2 separate regions of the Mus musculus genome follow, and region 2 is linked to region 1. A link is a contact called in public Hi-C data. All regions are on one chromosome and are shown on one strand. The core of a region is the stretch at or near the end of the contact, and the rest is flanking DNA. Distances in the headings are between cores, read along the strand shown. Region 1 overlaps Crtc1 (CREB regulated transcription coactivator 1). Region 2 holds the start of 2010320M18Rik (RIKEN cDNA 2010320M18 gene).

What was found. A called contact is a pair of places that touch in the nucleus more often than the background predicts.
Region 2: a contact with region 1 is called in a Hi-C map of cerebellum, with 1.8 times the contacts expected there. The contact joins the promoter of 2010320M18Rik here to the enhancer-like site in region 1. A contact is called at or near these places in 1 of 484 Hi-C or Micro-C datasets (cerebellum), 2 of 115 datasets of contacts at active chromatin or transcription factors (embryonic stem cells and pancreatic cancer cells) and 1 of 9 other capture datasets (liver).

Annotation. Positions count from the first base shown.
Region 1 is chr8:70,394,594-70,397,293 of GRCm38.p6, reverse strand. All of the region lies in intron 8 of Crtc1 (CREB regulated transcription coactivator 1), which reads left to right. Among named protein-coding and RNA genes, the nearest start is that of Gm51533, 21 kb to the right of the region's middle. Within about 2 kb of position 1,378, at least 24 of the 459 cell types and tissues checked have an H3K27ac peak or open chromatin away from gene starts, as enhancers often do. A contact at or near this core is called in cerebellum, where this site is marked.
Region 2 is chr8:70,775,583-70,778,456 of GRCm38.p6, reverse strand. 2010320M18Rik (RIKEN cDNA 2010320M18 gene) reads right to left here and starts at 1,595. Exons shown (of 1, transcript NR_029440.1): 1 at 851-1,595. Pik3r2 (phosphoinositide-3-kinase regulatory subunit 2) reads left to right here and starts at 1,745. Exons shown (of 16, transcript NM_008841.3): 1 at 1,745-1,850. Mast3 (microtubule associated serine/threonine kinase 3) reads left to right here. Exons shown (of 26, transcript NM_199308.2): 26 at 1-340.

The DNA.
Region 1 (2,700 bases), core at 129-2,628:
AAAGGCTTATATCTCCCGTTGACCTGTTTCCTGGCAATGCCCACTTCCTTGCCCATCCCACTGCTCCCAGTTTGAACCAACACTGCTTCTCCTGGTTACTGTGGTTACTTTCACCACCATTCTCATTAAAGGCATCCCTGTCAGTCCCACCATGAGCCTAAGCCTCTGCACGTCCATCTGCTCCTGTCCCACCCCATCAGCCTCCCCATCCCCAGCCTTACCTCACAGCTACACTGCTCACCCCAGGGCCTTTGCACAAGCTGCCTGGGCATAGCCCTCTATCCTGCCCACTCACACTGCCCCAAACAGCACCTTCCATTGTTCTTCAGCATCCCTTTTCCCTGATGTGACACAGCAAGCCCCAAGTTGCTGGGGCTGTAGGCTGCAATGTGGATTAGGACAGATGGCGGGGTGGGGGTGGCAGGGGGCGGGGAGACACAGAAAGGATGGGGATACAGGTCATTTGGTGAGCTCTGTGTGGATTTGCTCTCCAGACCTTGGATTAGGGGCTGGTAAGGAGCACTATGGCTCGCGGGGCAGGATCGATGTGGGGAGTTGAAACCAGGGTCCTCCAGCTTGTCGCTGATGCCAGCTCTGGGTGGGGGTGGGGGTGGCAGATGAGAAGGTGCAGGTGTGCCTGGGGTGTTTTCTTTCCTGAGATGAAACATGAAGGTCACTTGTTGCTGGGGCTAAAACCTGGGGACTTCTGTGCTCATTTGATGCTAAAGATAGAAGTGGGCCCCCTCACGGGTGCCCAGCCAGCGCCATGTTCATGAGCCACACATTCTACCTCCTCAGCTCCTTTCCTAGGCTTCCAGGTGAGCAGATGGGACCAAAGGCCACGAGTGCAGGGCCCTGGTGTGAGATGTGCAGGCCTTTGGCCCTTCACAGCCTGACTTGTGCCTGTTAGTCTCCGGCTGTGAGGCCCAGGGAACCAGGGTGGGTCTAGGTGTTTAGAAGAAAGGAAGGGCCTAGCCCTGCACAGAGGCTGCCATATCCAAATCCTTTCTCCTCTCTGAATCTCCCTGTACCTCCTGCTTTGGGGCTCCACACTAGCTGCTGCAGTTCCAGTGTAAACAAGCACAGGGAAATAGCTTATGCGGCATTGGGTGGCCAATCCTGACTGGTAATATGTGCCATGTGTAGTTGTTTAAGAGCCAGCCAATCCCCTTTACAGGGGCTTTATTTTCTGGGCACCTTTCAGATGAAGCCAGGCCCTAGCACATACAGACAGTTTTCACCTCCCCATCCTAGTGCCAGACCCTGGTCAGGGAGAGCAAGGAGCTAGGAACCAAGCCCCTGCTCCATACTGTCTGAGGACAGTACACAGGGAGGTGACAACACGTGTCCGCTGCTGGCTATGCTCCATTCAGGGCTACACCAGGGCTTGTATGCCAGAGCCAGGCCACTGCCACCTGGCCAGCCTGCCCCACCCTCCCCTGCCCAGACTTCCCCTCCAGCTGGCTCTGCTCCAGAGGTGATCCAGGCTGGGCAGAGAAACCCGCTAGCAGGATACCCATGTGGCTCGCCTGCCCATCTGGCCTCTCTGGGTGTGACGGTGCTTAGGCAAGAGCTAAGAATGCCCTCATGTTCATGGTCAGCAGACCAGGGACATATCAGCTGGAAGTGTGAATTCTTTGACCCACAGATATGTGTGTGTCTGTCTCTCTGTATGCATGCATGTGTGTGTGTCCATCTTTTGCTCTGTATGTGTGTATGCATGAGTGTGGACATGCATGAATGTATGTTTATCTGTCTGTGAGCACATGTGTGCATGTGTGCTCATGCTTATTAATCACTTTGAATCCATGTTTAAAAATCAAGCCAGAGGGCAAGGTATGATGAAATATCCCAGGAGATAGAGGTAGGTGGATTAACCCAGAACCTTGTGCATTCTAGGTAAACAGTTTACCAACTGAGCTACAAGCATTCCTCTTAGCCAAGTCCCAACCTTCCACATCTACTTAACAGACTTACCTTCTGAGTGAGTGTTTGCCTGCATGTATGTCTGTGCACTGAATGTGTGGCTGGTGCCATTGGAGCTCAGAAGAAGCTAGCTGTAGGAGCCCTTGGGGCTGGAGGGACAGGTATTGTGAGCCCATGTGGGTACTAGGAATTACACCCAGGTTTTCTGCAAGAGCAGCCAGTGCCCTTTACCACTGAGTCATCTCTCCAGCCCCTGCATCCGCATCTTACAGAGTCCTACCTGTGCTGTACATCCTCACAGGGCCCAGCATCTGCTACAGATCTGAACAGGAAGTGTCTCAGCCCTGACAGACAAGGGAGGGAGCTGTCATTCAGAAGCAAGGCCATAGCCCGGAGTCCTGGACTCAACTCTGAGTGCTGCCTCCCAGATTCCCTGTGCCTAGGATTCTATTGACAGTCCCCCCACAGTGGAATCTGGCTCTGCCACTGCTACCACATCACAGGGCTGAACAGGAGCAGAGCCAACCAGGACCTGAGGGGAAGTGTAGGCCGTCCCACAAGTGACTGCCACAGGCACAAAGGCCCCTGGCCCTGTCATCTCCCCTAGGAGTGCTAGGTGTCTTATCACCCACCCACCTTCAGGAACAAGGTGAACCAGGTGCCCAGGGCAGGCAGGCCCCGGATCTCCTGGTGAGTCAGGCAGCCTCATCCGGCTTGATGGTGCCAAGTCCTCCCTATGCTCCTGACTTCACTGAGGCCTCCACTGTTAATATC
Region 2 (2,874 bases), core at 346-2,845, 380 kb before region 1:
CTTTGTGTGATCCAAGAAGCTGAGGTTCCTAAGGCCAGAGGCATGTCCCACAATGGTCCAGTAAGAGTGGCAGCCCAGGACAGGCTCTCCTAGCCCTACTGTGAGCATGGCCATGGGGGAGCCCAGACTCCCATGCTGTGTGATCTAGCAGCCATGTAGTAGGTTGCCAGTGGTGCAGCTCTACACACTCCACGAGGGGAATTCGCAGGCACTCAAACCCTCTGCACCTCCCTGACTCGCAGCCAGTACCTTCTGCTGGAAGGGAGACCAAGGCTGTGCATGAGTAGCCCTCTACCCATCTTGGAGCTGGCATCAAATAAAGTCCCATGAAGACATCTGATACTGGTGTGTGCATTTGTGAGTGGCTGGGGGTAGGGAAAAACTGATGGCTCGATATCATCTAAGTGAGTTTTGTTGGCTGTATAGGGGTTTGGTTAAACACTTAATCCAAGCCAGCCTGCATCCCAGCTACCTAGCAGGCTGGGATCCTGGCTAGGGCAATAGGGCAAAATCTCATCTCTAAAATGAAGTGTTTCCAGGCATGGCTGTATACACATGTAATCCTAACACTTGGAGGTGGGGGCGTGGGGAGGCACGAAGCAGAAGGATCATGAGTTCAGATACAGCCTGGGCTAATAACAAGACCCTGTTTCAAATAATAAAGCCAAAGGAATCAATGATTAAAAGCACTGGCTGCTCTTCTAGAGGACCCAGGTTGTATTCCCAGCACCTACATGGCAGCTCACAGCCGTAACTCAAGTTCTAGAGCATCCGATGTCTCTTCTAACTTCCACAGACACCAGGTACTCACAAGGCGCACAGTTGAACATGAAGAAAAACACAAAATCTTAAAAAGGAAAAATCCAAAACGCTGGGCGTCATAGCTCTTGCTTTTAATTCCAGTCGGGTTATACGCGGCTGTAATTTACTGAACCTGGATCCTGTGCAAGAGCAGTGAGCATGCTTAACTGCCGAACTCTCGCTGCAACCCCTCCGTCCCAATTTTCTACCCTAGTCTTTGCGGTGAGCTAAAATAGATAAATGAATCCCTCGGAAATCAGCCGAACAAGCTCGGCAACTTCTGGTTCTCTCCGTCTCGCCAGAGTCTGTCCGTATTTCCGGAAACAATCTCGCTTCCGGACGCTGATAAGCCGCATTCTCGCGCGTGTTGGGCCGGAGACACTTCGGCTGTTTCCGGACGCCTAGGGTTGTCATGGCAGTGCCTTCGCCTTCCATTCCTTCCACCAGCGGCTCTCCATTGAGGGTACAGCTGCCGAGCTCGTCCAGTGGACCTTCGGCAATTTCCGGAAGCTATCGGCGGCCTCCGAGTCAACTCCCAAGGCCTGGAGTTGAGGTCGTTCGGTTCCTCCCAGACACATTCCGCGGTCTGGCAGGTTCACGACTTCGTAAAAAACACAAACAAACCCCTGTTATGGCACGTTCTGCTGCTTCCGGAATGGCTCGGGTATCTCAGAGTCCCAAGTCCACCGAGCCCAGCTTCGGACCGAATGCGTTCCCGACCCTTCCGCTTTCTAGTGTTTTCGTGAGCCTCCGACGGCCGTGCTCGGCTGTCTCCGACCAGCCTCGGCTGTCTCGTGGCAAAGCCCAGCCTCCCATTCCCGCGGGAGCACACTCGGCAGCTTCCGGAGGCTTGCCCGCGTGCCTCGGTCTTCGGGCTCCGCCTCGTGTGGGGGGAAAGGCCCGCCCTCCCGACCCGAGTGCGCTCGGCTATTTCCGCCTGGGGGCGGGCCCGAAGGCTTGGAACCGCGGCGACGGTGGCTGACGCAGGGATCCCGCGGCTGCGGCGACGGCGGCGGCGGTCGTGGTGGTGGCGACGGCGGCCGGAGTGGGTGAGTCGATGGTGGTGGGGAGGACCCGAGGAGAGAAGGAGCCGCACAAAACCGGGCTCCGAGCTGAGCGTGGGGCTGTGCAGCCTGCGGGGTAGAGACAGGGTCTCTAAGGCCGGGAGGTCCCCGCCCGCAACGGGGCGGAGAGCGGGACACGACCCCGGATCCGGCCACTTCCGTCGTCCAGGGGTCTTCGGGGTGCACGAGGGTCTAGGGGCCCGTCTGTGTGAGCACACAGACTATGCGTGCATCGTAGGCCCCTCCTTTTGCATTGGGGGTTCCGCGATACCCTCCCCCCATGGTGTGCAGACGTGCTCGGCACGGGGGCGGGCAGACGGGTGGCTTTCTTAGGAGAGGCCTCTCCGACCCTCAGTTTCCCTACCTATAACATGCAGGCCACAAGAGGCCGGACAGTGAGTCACACCGGATACCCTGGACCACAAAGCCTTAAGTCCCTCTAGGACACCTGCACCGGGTCCCCGAGATCTGGGGATGAAGCCCAGACCCTCCCCTTGGCACGCTAAACGCCTTTTTCATGGCTTCTTTCTGAAAGCCTCTGCATCCTAGACAGGCGTCTTCCACCATCGGGCCTTTGCAGGAACCGGTCTGTCTATGCATTGCCCTGTCCCTATACGAGGACCTGTCAGCCTTGCTCCCCCAGGAGGATGCACAGAAGACCCAACTGCAGGCTGGAATGGGGACCCAGGCTAGGACCCAATGTGGGGTGTCCAGCTCCTGTCCCCATCCTACTGTGGCACTAAGGTGACCATGGTTCTTCTTGACACCTCCCCTCTCTTGCATCACCAGAGAGCCCCAGGCTAAGGCAAGCTGGGGACACCCCTGCACCCTGTCTCAACCTCCCCTGCAGGAACCAAGGCTTCTGTTTCCTTGGATGCCCACCCAGGCCACAGCTCTTGATAGGCCATGTCCACTGCTCAGGTGTTCAACCCCTTCTTGGGGTTCCCCAATAACCCCAAGTCTAACTGGCCATGTGGTCACTGTCTTTGTTCCTGCCTTGAACTTGGGT